3 separate regions of the Sus scrofa genome follow, and regions 1 and 3 are each linked to region 2. The links are chromatin contacts, called in public Hi-C and HiChIP or PLAC-seq maps. All regions are on one chromosome and are shown on one strand. Each heading gives the region's core, a stretch centred on a gene start, on an enhancer-like site or on the middle of the called end of the contact. The rest is flanking DNA. Distances are from core to core; before and after follow the strand shown. Region 1 holds the start of RABL3 (rab-like protein 3). Region 2 holds the start of LRRC58 (leucine-rich repeat-containing protein 58). Region 3 overlaps GSK3B (glycogen synthase kinase 3 beta).

Evidence for each region. A called contact is a pair of places that touch in the nucleus more often than the background predicts. HiChIP or PLAC-seq counts read pairs in DNA pulled down with a chosen protein or histone mark.
Region 1: a Hi-C map of skeletal muscle shows a contact between it and region 2, with 7 times the contacts expected there. The contact joins the promoter of RABL3 here to the promoter of LRRC58 in region 2. A contact is called at or near these places in 1 of 5 promoter capture datasets (liver), 5 of 47 Hi-C or Micro-C datasets (embryonic fibroblasts, heart right ventricle, liver and 2 more) and 1 of 2 datasets of contacts at active chromatin or transcription factors (alveolar macrophages).
Region 3: a contact with region 2 is called in an H3K27ac HiChIP or PLAC-seq map of alveolar macrophages. The contact joins the enhancer-like site here to the promoter of LRRC58 in region 2. A contact is called at or near these places in 3 of 5 promoter capture datasets (fetal liver, fetal skeletal muscle and liver), 12 of 47 Hi-C or Micro-C datasets (alveolar macrophages, embryonic fibroblasts, fibroblasts and 7 more) and 2 of 2 datasets of contacts at active chromatin or transcription factors (alveolar macrophages and skeletal muscle).

The regions. Positions count from the first base shown.
Region 1 is chr13:139,606,851-139,610,898 of Sscrofa11.1, forward strand. It overlaps RABL3 (rab-like protein 3), which reads left to right and starts at 2,314. Exons shown (of 8, transcript XM_021070305.1): 1 at 2,314-2,827. The coding sequence starts at 2,782. GTF2E1 (general transcription factor IIE subunit 1) reads right to left here and starts at 2,633. Exons shown (of 5, transcript XM_021070303.1): 1 at 2,495-2,633.
Region 2 is chr13:139,925,550-139,929,697 of Sscrofa11.1, forward strand. LRRC58 (leucine-rich repeat-containing protein 58) reads left to right here and starts at 2,159. Exons shown (of 5, transcript XM_021070309.1): 1 at 2,159-2,791. The coding sequence starts at 2,292.
Region 3 is chr13:140,303,725-140,307,481 of Sscrofa11.1, forward strand. All of the region lies in intron 7 of GSK3B (glycogen synthase kinase 3 beta), which reads left to right. Among named protein-coding and RNA genes, the nearest start is that of NR1I2, 100 kb to the right of the region's middle. Within about 2 kb of position 1,262, at least 8 of the 83 cell types and tissues checked have an H3K27ac peak or open chromatin away from gene starts, as enhancers often do. A contact at or near this core is called in alveolar macrophages and skeletal muscle, where this site is marked.

The DNA.
Region 1 (4,048 bases), core at 1,064-3,563, 320 kb before region 2:
AAACTACAAAAGGCAAAAATATAAGAGGACAGGATGAATGAAACTTACAGAGACAAAATCAAAAGGATCCCATAATATATTGCAAATGGAAGATACACAGTAGGAAATTTTTAAATATTTGGGGTTTTTTTCCCCAATTTTTTTACTATGATAAAATATGCACAGCATAAAATTTACCAATTATATATTTTTAAGTATACAGCTCAGTGGTATTAAACACATTCATAATGTTATCCAGCTATCACCATCAACCACTTCCACAGCTCTTCGTTTTGTAAAACTGAAACCTTACACCCATTAATAACATATAGCTATTTGTTTTAAGCCAGTATGACTGGGAAGAGACAAATATACTGAGAAACAGGCTAACACCTGAAGAGGAACAGGTGGAAGAAATGAGGCATTCAGTTCCAGTTGCTTGTGTTTGAAGAAATACTACAGAATGTTACTGTGAAGATGTCCCACAGGTAGCTGAACAAATGAATCTGGAGCTCAGCAAAGAAATGTATGTGCCATCTTGTTCAAAATCGCTATATTCTAAAAATCCTCTTTTCTGACCACTGTGTTCTCTCCTTCACTGCCTCTACTTCCCCACTGATGCTAAATCTCTTCAATCTCTGGATTTTATAATACTTAGGTCAGAGGTCTCAAATTGGCAGCTTCTGCCACATGATTTGACTAATTTTGATTTCAAAATGTTTTGAAAATTTTCTGAATTAGTGGTCAACATTTAAAAATCATGAGATTTGGAGCTACTGTTGTGCTTCAGTGAGTTAAGAACCTGAGTAATGTCCATGAGGATATCCATGCAGGTTTGATCCCTGGACTCGCTCAGGGGGTTAAGGACCCACAAGCTGCAATACAGGGGGCAGACGAGGCATGAATCTGGCATTGCTGTGGTTAGGCCAGCAGCTGCAGCTCTGATTCCACCCCCAGCCTGGGAACGTCCACTAGCCGCAGGTGTGGCCCCAAAAAAGGAAAAAAACAAAAAACAAAAGTCGGATCCTGCATCCTCATGGATACCAGTAGAGTTCATTTTCTGCTGAGCCACCATAGGAAACCCCCCATTTTTTTTTTAATGAAATAAAAATCATGAGATATCACATAAATTTTAATTTTCAGCTACTTCTCAAAAGTGGAAATATCTGAGGGAAAAAGTGAGATCATATTCCCACATGGAAACACTCAGCTGAAGAGCAATTGATACTTTAAAAAAGGGAAGGAGCTTGGCTGGCCTCTGGAGACTTTTGAGTGTGTGACCTTTGGGGGCCATGTCTGGTTTCTTCTTTTTAGTCTTATCAGTCCATCAGTCACCTATCAGTCTCACCTACAACCCTACCCTACCTAACCCAGACCCCTGAAAGCAAGTTGCTTTTGTTTTTAAACCATATGTATTCTAATCACACAAACACCAGGCAGAGTTGTAAGAACAAAGTTGAAAGTGAATGCACTCTCTGTACTGGGTCTAGGCTCCTCAGCCTCATCTGCAGCCACAATGGCATTCTCTCAATTCCAGGAGCCACACATGCTCTCTGCTTCCAAGCCTTTACACACGCCCCCACAACAAAGGCCGAAGTCCCTTCTCCTAATCATTTTTCACATCTCAAATGACATTTCCTCAGAGACACCTTCTCAGATTCTCCCTAGCAGTTTAGAATCATCCCCCTTTCACATGCTCCCATAGCTCTTTCCCCTTCTTGGTGGCAGTGAATAGTTATACTTTCTCAATGTCTACATCGGAGACAAGGGTCTTAATCTTGTTCACCACTGATTTTCCAGTATGGATAACAGCTGGTCAAGTATTTCCATAAAACTTTCAATAGGTCTCCTCAGCACGTGTTCTTCAAACATGCCCACCCTGTTAGCCCTCACCTCCCCCCATTCACTTTCCCCACTGCAGCTTCCAGAGTAAAGAAAGGTAGGGTATTGAAAACCCTCTTCTTAAACTTCAAATGGTTTTAAGCAGGAGGTGACAGCACCAAATTAGCGATTTTAAAGGATTCTGCTGACTGCAAACTGCAAAATGAAGGGAAAGAAGAAGTGGACGTGGGGAGTTCTGTTAGATTTCGATATATTACTATTCCAAATCTGGAATAACGTGGATTCTATACATCCACCTGGTTTTTCTCAGTTAGCCACACTTCACGATAGTCTCCACGGCTTCATACATAAAGTGGCATTATCACCGCGAAACCTCTGGACCAGCCCCGTTCCCAAATGTTCGTTTCCGCCCCACTGTGACAACCACGACGCCCTAAATTCCCTCGGACTCTGCCAGCTGAGTCCAGAGGCCACACTTGACGCAGCCAAGCCAGTCCTACCCGAGGTCGCACATGGGCCGCTCCGGGGTCAATGGTTCTTTGGAGGACCAAGCAGAGAACCGACTCAAAAGAGTAAGGGGGAGGAGGACAGCTAAGGAAAAAGCAACGAAGACACCCTGAAAGGCGACGTCGAACCAGGGAACCGAGGACAAGGAACAGGGAACAAGGTTTACCAAAGCGAATCCTCGTACACTCCCACTACAGCTTCCCTCTGCGCCTCAACTACCGGCTTAAACGAGCCACGCCACTTATGCGACAAAGAAAACGCCATATTCCTGCGACCAGTTTTAGAAACCACCCGCTACTTTTAACCAGGCAGGCCAATCAGCACGGTGAGGCCTTCAATCAAATCAGTCACATTCCGATTGGCCAATGGCATTGAAGACTCGGCCCTCCATACCCAGCTCTGATTGGTCTTCAATCCCGGAATAGGCGTTAACCTCAGGAAGGAGCTGGCAAGATGGCGTCCCTGGATCGGGTGAAAGTACTGGTGTTGGGAGACTCAGGTGAGCCGCTTAACCCACCTTTGGGGCTCCCGACACTTTTGAGTTATATGAAAATCCTCCCCTTTCACTCCCTCTCCACCCATCTGCGGATGAACTGACTCTGGCGGGGGGCTGACATCCCTCTCAAGGCCCAAAGACTACACTTCCCAGAGGACTTTGCTCTGTTTAAGCGAGCCGCGGCTTCGCAAGTGTTGGGGGCGCGGAGCCCGGGCCTTTCTCTGTTTTTTTTAGGTTTTTACATCTGTCTACCAGATGACCGCAGCTTAGTGATCCTTTGTTTTAAAACATATGCGGATACTGAGTGTGGTATTAGACGCCGTGCTGAGACAAAGTTAGGACCTTTCCTTTAAGAGATTTTGTTAATTAAGGAAATCAAACGTGCGCTTAGGAAACTGTACCAGGTGCTTTGCATATATTGACTCAATCCTGAGATCAGGCCCGTTATCCCATTTTACAGATGAGAAAAGAGAGGCGGAGGGCTGTAAATGACAGAACTGGTTTGAACCGAGAGCCTGTGTGCTTAAAACACTAACCTATATTATTTAGTGAAATAGCAGGTAGTAGTAATCTTTTACGCTCAACTGGGCTTCTTGTTTTCTTTATTCTCTTTAATCTTTTCTTCTTTTTTTTTTTTTTTTTTTTGCTTTTTAGGGCCACACCCAGAGTATATGGAGGTTCCCCGGGCTAGGGGTCCAATCGATCGGAGCTACAGCTGCCGGCTCACACCACAGCCACGCCAAATCCCAGCCAGGTCTGCGATCTACACCACAGCTCATGGCTCCAAACATCTGACACAATGTCTATCAGAGCAAATATCCAAAAGTCAACTCCAGAAAAGCATATCTATGAAATGCAAAGTTACCATTTATTCCAAGTTTTTAAAGAGCTTAGGAATGGAGATAATGAGAAACAGAATGAGAGTGAAGTGGAAAGGGGGAAATGAAAACTTCAGTTCCAGTTGTCAAGTGTCCAAGGTGTCAAAATAATTTTAACACTAGGAGTAAACTGGGCTTAGCATTAAGATGAGTATGACCCTCATCTTAATTTTTCTATTTCTTACAACCCAGCACATAAGAGGTTTTCAATTAAGATTAAAGAGAACAGGAGTTCCCCTCATGGAGCAGTGGAAAGAATCTGACTAGGAATCGAGGTTGCAGGTTCCATCCCTGGCCTCGCTTGGTGTGTTAAGGACCCCAAAGAGCCTGAAAAACAGCCCGACCA
Region 2 (4,148 bases), core at 909-3,408:
TTCAGTAACATTTTAGTCAGGAGACATATCCTGACACATAATCAATCTGACCCAAAATTTTGATAAGTGGGCAAGTACGAATATATTTTCCCAATTCCCCGTAATCCATCTCCCTTTCCCTAGATAATGCGTCATGTTGTCTCCTTTTCCCTTTACACTCTGTGGTGCCCCCACGGCCTCCCTGGCCTCTCCGACAGCTGGCCACAAGATGGGCTTCATCACTGTGAAGGCTCACAAGCCACCAAATCTCCCTCACCTCCCAGAGGGTTTTCAGAACTCTCCAAGCTGATGGGTAGTTTCAAGACCCACTGTAGTGGTGAGGGCTGCTGCTTTATTTAGACCCATCTAGCTTCAACAAAGAGACACATCCATGGTAGCTGAGATAGAGAGGGTTATTATAATGAGCAAGGGAGGGATCCTCCCAGTACTCTCAACATATCTTCAAAACTTTCTACCAGGTAAGGTCATGCTCTACAATTGAGTCTATTTCCATCTTTTCCCCCGTTAATGTCACAGATTTGTGATCTTAACTCTATTTCTGAACCATATTTGTTTTTTCTTTTACATTACATTCCTGTCAGTTTATTTTTTTTTAATCATAGACGCATTACATTTTAAAAAGGATAAAACTGAATTTTTTTTTTTTTTTTGGTCTTTTTGCCATTTCTTGGGCCGCTCCTGCAGCATATGGAGGTTCCTAGGCTAGGGGTTGAATCGGAGCTGTAGCCACTGGCCTACACCACAGCCACAGCAACTCGGGATCCGAGCTGCGTCTGCACCTACACCACAGCTCACGGCAACGCCAGATCCTTAACCTACTGAGCAAGGGCAGGGATCAAACCCGCAACCTCATGGTTCCTAGTCGGATTCGTTAACCACTGCCCACCACTACGGGAACTCCCGTATTATTTTAAACATTTGCAATTTTCACACACTAGGTTCCTGCCAGAATGTTATCTTGATCCCAAGTAAAGTCTACTTTTTAAAAGGACCCTTTCAAAACAGGTTTCAAATTCAGGACACTCCATTGGTTTTAAAAACACTCCATCCCTGCTTTAAACTCACAAAGTGTATCCTCCCATAACCATAAATCAATCAGAAATTAAGTTAAAGTTTGGCAGGAGGTAAAAAGCATAATTTCTCACACAAATAACCGGCAAGAAAAAAGTTAACTTTATTCTTTTTAGGAAGAAAGCAATTTAATAGCACTGGTTATATACAATCGTCTAACATTTTTATGCATAAGCTTTGTAAAAAAATACACTAAATATTTTCATTTCTATCCATGACTTTTCAAAATTATAAAAATTTCAGAAAAAAACCGACTTTAGGGTAAGGGCGAAAACAGGTTTAGAAGTACTACATGAAAGCCAGAATCAGGACTTTTCCAGTTAAATTGAAGTTTTAACCTGAAGTAAAATCTCAATGCTTTCTGGGTTAAACTGATCAATTAATTTGAGCTATTTCAAATTAACGAAAACTCAGCCATGGCTCCCAAATTCATTTCCAGCCACTGCAACTTAAACCAAAAACCACAGAAGTGCTTCTACAGCTAAAATGGTGAAATGTTCTTGACACACATTCCTTTAAAAAAAAAAATCCTCTAGGGCAAGCAGGCCAAGGATTAGCCATATTTTTTTTGGATGGAGAAACTGAAATCAAATCCCCTGTCCGAGGAAACAAAGTTATTTAACAGCAGAACCCGAGGTAAGATCCAAGAGTCCCGATTTCTAGTTCAGCTGCCTTCGCGCTTTTAAGTCGGCTTGGTCAATCCCGGGACTTTGAATTCCCGGGTCTTGCTGTCATGCAACTGAATCATCACTAAAGTCCTGAGTCCTCGCTGGCTCCCGCAGACCAGGGGCCCCCACTCCGAAACCAGGGCCTCAGAAGGCGGTGCACCGTCACGCGCGAACCCTCAAAGCCAAATAACCAAACTGTCCTCGGACTGTTTACCGAGGCCACCCTGGAATTCGGGGACAGGTCACCAGACTTCAAGAACTATAGAACACGACTGCCCGGACCCAGCCGGGCTCAGAGAGTAAGCCGAGCACTGACTGCTCTCTGCCCCCGCCCGGCTCATGGGATCCTTGCGGCGCGCCGCGCGAGACGGAGTCCGGCCCTTGAGCGGCGCGCGCACCCCGCCTCCTAGCGTCGCGTGACTCCGCGGGGGGGGAGGGGGGCCGGGGTTAGCGCCCGCCCGCGCCACTTCCGACGCAGCCCTCGGTTCAGGTTCCGGGGCGCCGCGGAGCTCCCGGCCTGTGGGTCGCGCTCTGCGCGACGCGGTGGCCGGGATGCAGGAGGCCGGAGCGCCGGTGGCCACGGCCGGGGAGGCCGAGCTGAACTTGTCCCGCCTCAGCGTTTCTCCCGAGACGCTGGAGTCGGAGTTGGAGGCGCGGGGCGAGGAGCGGCGCGGAACGCGGGAGGCGCTGCTACGGCTGCTGCTGCCGCACAACCGTCTGGTGTCGCTGCCGCGGGCGCTGGGCAGCGGCTTCCCGCACCTCCAACTGTTGGACGTGAGCGGCAACGCGTTGACCGCGCTGGGGCCGGAGCTGCTAGCGCTGAGCGGCCTGCGCACGCTGCTGGCCAAGAATAACCGTCTCGGCGGGCCCGGCGCGCTGCCCAAGGGCCTGGCCCAGTCGCCGCTCTGCCGCAGCCTCCAGGTGCTCAACCTCAGCGGGAACTGTTTCCAGGAGGTGCCCACCTCGGTGCTGGAGCTGCGTGCGCTGCAGACCCTCAGCCTTGGCGGCAACCAGCTTCAGAGCATCCCGGCTGAGATCGAAAATTTGAGGAGGTGAGCGGGTGCCGGCCTGCCCGAGAGTAGGGAGGCCCCAGCACAGGGTCGAGGGTGGGTGTCCCGAGGCCCCGGTAGTTCCGGGGCCCTGCGCCTGGTCTTGGCGCCCGTTGGTTGTCACGTAACTCTCTCAGTCCAGGCTCTTGAACTCTTTGGCTGCCCTGCCAACTCAGTGAGTTGTACTGAGGAGCTGATAGGATCATGGGTGTGACAGCGTTTGGTTTGTTGTGTTTGCGCTGTGCAGATTTTCGAGATATTTTTTCTGTTTTTCTGGGGTCACTGGAAGTGATCTGAACTGAGCATATACTCAAACATATGTAAATCTGAGGTTGTCACTTAATTGCTCCGGAGTCTTGGGTGGTTTTCCATGCCTGTAGATCAAAGTTTATGTCCTGTAAAGTGACATACAAAGGAACTCTGATCTGATCCCTGCTTGCCACTGCGTTACCTACTCTGTCTTCTCCTTGGCAATACCAGCAATACTATTTGTGGAATTCAGTAAGGTGTGCACTTTACCAGCAGCTTGTAGGCTCTCACTAAATGTGTGTTGAATGGATACAGTGCCTCTGTACATTGTTGTTCCTTTTGCCTAGAATGTTGCTTGCACTGGACAGACCCCTGCTCATCCTTAAAACCTGTTTTGAGGGTCATTTTTTGTTGTTTGTTTCCTTCTGTTACTACTTCCTGGACAACAATTATAATTGTCTAAACTGTACTTCTTGGGAACCATTCATCCTACCGCTGCACTTACCTTATTGATTATAATTCCTTGTTTACAGGTCCGCCTCATCTGCTAGATTAGTCACTAAATGTATGTTGAATTAAATGGAAGACGGAAGCAGGAATGCAGGATAACAAAAGTCTCCTAAAGGTGCCCTGCAGGGGAGAAATAAAGTACGAGGAAGTGTATTGTCCAAAATGAAAAAAAAGTATCTTCCATCTCTTTATTGAATTTTCCAAGATAACAGAATATTAGAATTGAAAGGACCTGAGTTAAGTGCAGTGAAAAGAAATTGACCTAAGAATAACAACTGTTGGTGCCCCAGTCTTAGACAAGTCGCTTAGCATACCCTGACTACAGTTTCCTGATAAGCAAAATGAGGCATTTGGACAAGATGCCACTTTGTTACTCACCAACAGATTTTTGAGCACCTACCCTGTGTCAGGCACTGTCCTAGGTGCTGGGGATACAGTGGTGAGTAGGATTATGCCCTCATGGATAATTTCAAACAGAGGAGACATTAAACACCTGACTGTAAACTTCATTATTTCATTACAGTAGTTATACGTTCTGTGAAGAAGCACAGAGTACCTTAAAACAAAGTAACTTAGTTTGGTATTTGAGCAAATAACATTT
Region 3 (3,757 bases), core at 12-2,511, 380 kb after region 2:
AGTATATCAATTTTTTTTTAAGTCAAAGAATGAGAACATTTACCTACAGGACTTTTGATAAGGTTTTGTTGTTTCTACTGTATTTTAAGCAAGGCAGTAAACTCTGACCATAGTTTTGCACAGGACCCACATCAAGTTAAGTGACAGATGGAGGAGAACACAGACACACAAAGGGGTCCTCCTGCACTAGTTCATCCTCCCAGGCTGAGTAAATCCTTTTCCAAGTTGTTCAATTGTGTTCAAATAACATGACTATTTGGTGCTTTTTCCTTCACTGATGTTCCTAATGGGATTTAAAGATTTGTGCTGCTATTGCTATAGCCTTTTTTTCCTCCCAGGGGAGAGAAGGGTAAGAGGATTTTGCCTTTTGGAAATCAGAAGAAAACCCTGAGGTGGAAACATTGCATACACCCCCTCCCCCCAACACAAAGTTTCCTTATACCAGAACTTCACTCATATATATATATAGGAAAGAGGTAGATAGAAACTGGATAAAACTGCATGTGTTGAGAATTAAGTATTTTAGCTGCCTACATCCAATGGATTTAAAAAAGGAAAACTTGTAAATTATAGGGGTATACAAAAGGGAATACATTTTATATCAATCCTCTGAAGGTAAAAATGTATGGTAATGATTCCATTATCAGTAGAGTACTGATATTTTGAAAAAGAATAACTCAGTGACATGTTTTCTAGTTTTCTAATTAGAGAAATTTGTCAGGTTTATGATATATGCAGTCAACCTGACAGTTATCCAATTTGAATAGATAGTTCTTTTATGCAGAAAAGAAGTGAAGATGTTTAATTATCCAGCCATACTATGTATAATCTCTCTTGGCCTGTGTTGTACAATTTTCATCTACTTACTTTAAAAGTTTTGATTAAATCCATTATGTATAGTCCTGGCCATGTATCCCTTTAGCCTTTCAGGGTGCATCTATATTAACAACATGTTGATTTATTAACCATCTGGGCTAGAACATAAAGAATCTTTGCCCTCAAGTTCAGAAACTCATTGAGAGGAGGAAGGGAAAAACTGAGATCAGTGGAGTAAGGCAGGTATGATCCCAGAAGCCTGAGCAGGGTACAAAGGCAGAAGCATCCTGTTTGGAGGTAGTGCTATCTGAAAAGGCTTCTTAGAAGAGGTAACTCTTCAGCTGAATCTTGAAACATGGAGATGTATTCTATTTAGAGAAAGGAAGGGACTGGAGGACATACATGCTAATTTGGATGAAGATACTTAACGTTGTCAGGTCTGTTGTGTCTTGTCTGTTGTGTAGTGCTTTATGGTTTGAGCCTAAGGTTCTGAATGGTGGGAACAGGGTATAAGTTTACCAGGAGAGAGAAGGCTGGAGCTGTGGGCATTGGCCTAAACATATTAGACTGTAGACAGTTAAAAGTCACTGCAAGATTTCAAGCAGAGGATTAACAGATTTCTAATAGGATCTCATTAACTTGGCATTTGCTTTAAAGGCTACATGTACAACTCTATTGTTGAAGTTTGGCGACCTCTGGTGTTGAGCAAGGCTCAACGCAAGGCTGGGAAAGAAATTGATTTCAATGCTTTTGTCAGATGATTTTTGGCTTTATTTCTTTGAAGACACAAATCATAATTCCTGGCTTGTTATTATTTGTGTCTAGCTAAATTTGCAACTAGGTGAATGAAAAAATATTAAACATGATGGGATTGGGTACAGATTAAAAGGGATGAACAGCATCCCCAAAATCTTATGCCATGAATCTCTGGTTGAGTCTTTCTGCCTCGGTGATGTTTTAGGATTACGATGATGCACTTGACAAGTGCTTTTTTGCAATAAATGGAAAGATCTTATTCTAATAACAGATAACTGAGAGTGCATACTCTTCCCAATAGTGTGATAATTTTGAAAATCCCCCCTTTTATTCAGTGAAATATCATACTTTAAAAAATGTGCATATAACATTATGTGCATTTTCTTTTCCTTTAAGTCATGGAGGGACTCCGTTTTTAGGAAATTCATAAATAATTACTATTTTTAAGTGTATCTTTAAAAGTTTGGGTGAAAAATTGCTTTTCTATCTCTTAAAATTCAGGGAAGCCCTAAGACTTGTTTTGTGTCTGAATAATAAAATCCATGTCAAACATACTTTTTAAAAATCTGTAAAATGTAAAGCTTAAGTATATGATTTCAGAGTTTCCAAATATAAATCAGCTGAAATAAATCAGCTGATAGAGAAATTTTCTCAAAACCTAATAGAAACAACATAAAACTAAGATAAACTCAGAAGTGGCAATCAAATAGTTGATTTATTGAAATGCTTTATTTTTGTTGTATTGCTTGTAGATGTTGATGCATTCAGAATCTTAGGTTTTCATAAACAGTCTCTTGTTTGCCTTTCAGCCTGTAATGTTGCCACCTATCCACTTCTCATCCTTATTCTCTCAGATTAGTTATCCAAATCATGCTGTTTTCCACTTCATACCTAGAGCAGATAAAATGTGCATCTGACTCATTTGCTTCCTATATTCCTTAAGTAAAATAACCTCTTATCTCTCCCTCCAGAATCCTTTCTTGAATCTCTTCCTTACTCCAGTGGATTGTAGCACTTCACCTCGCACATCATCTGTGTTCATTTTGGTGTATTGATCTTCATTATAGTTGATTTATAATGTACAGGTCTCTCTGCCCTAGAGCTCTGTGAAAGTAGGACCTCAATAAAAGTGTTTTAGGGAGTTCCCTGGTGGCCTGGCAGGTTAAGTGTTGCTGTGGCTTGAGTCATTGCTCTCGTGGGTTTGATCCCTGGCCCAATAACTTGTGCCTGCCTCAGGCGAGGCCAAAAAAAGAATGAAGAAGGATTTAATGTCTCTCAATTATGTCTTACCTTAGCGTTCTTATATTCCTTTGTATCTTAACTCATACCTTTGCTTTCTTAAAGACTACGCATACTGTATATAAAACAATTCTGATTTTAGAATTTAACAGATTGATACTTTTAATGGTAGCCTTAAAATAGCAACAGAATAAGGTTAAACATACCGTTGTATTTAGTGTAGTAATAGCATCACCCAAAAAATGTTCTTGTGTACAGCCTAGGGTAACCAAATGTCCCAGTTTGCCCGGGGCTGAGGGTTTCACCAGGTTAATCCCAGTGGGCTGAGACAGGTGATAATATTGTTCATGTCTCTTTGCAGTCTCCCATCTTCTGTTTCAGGTTATCATTGGTATTTCCGTCACTACAGATTTGTTTTTCCTATTCTAGAATTTCATATGAATGGAGTCATGTAGTATATTTCTTTTGTATCTGGCTTTTTTGTCTCAACGTTATGTTTTTGAGATTCATCCATGTTTTGTTTTTTTAATTTACTTATTCTTTATACTGAGCTGTATTCTATGAATATACCACAATTTGTTTATCCATTCATCTGCATATGGACGTTTGACTTGTTTTTTAGTTTTGACAACTATGAGTAAAGCTTCTTTGTTTGTTTATAGGTATTTTTGCAAACATATGTATATATTTCTCTTCATTAAATAACTAGCACTGAAATTGCTGGTCATATAAGTGTATGTTAACTTTATAAAAAAAAAAAATCAAACTTTTCCAAAGCAGTTACACTACTTTTCACTCCCACCAGCAGTGTATGAGAATTCTAGCATTTTACATTATCATCAATACATTGTATTCATAATAATTTTAAATTTAGTCTTAAAATTGTTTTTATCTTTAGAAAATGTCTCCCTTTATTTTTGTTTAATTTCCTTGTCCTAAATTCTAC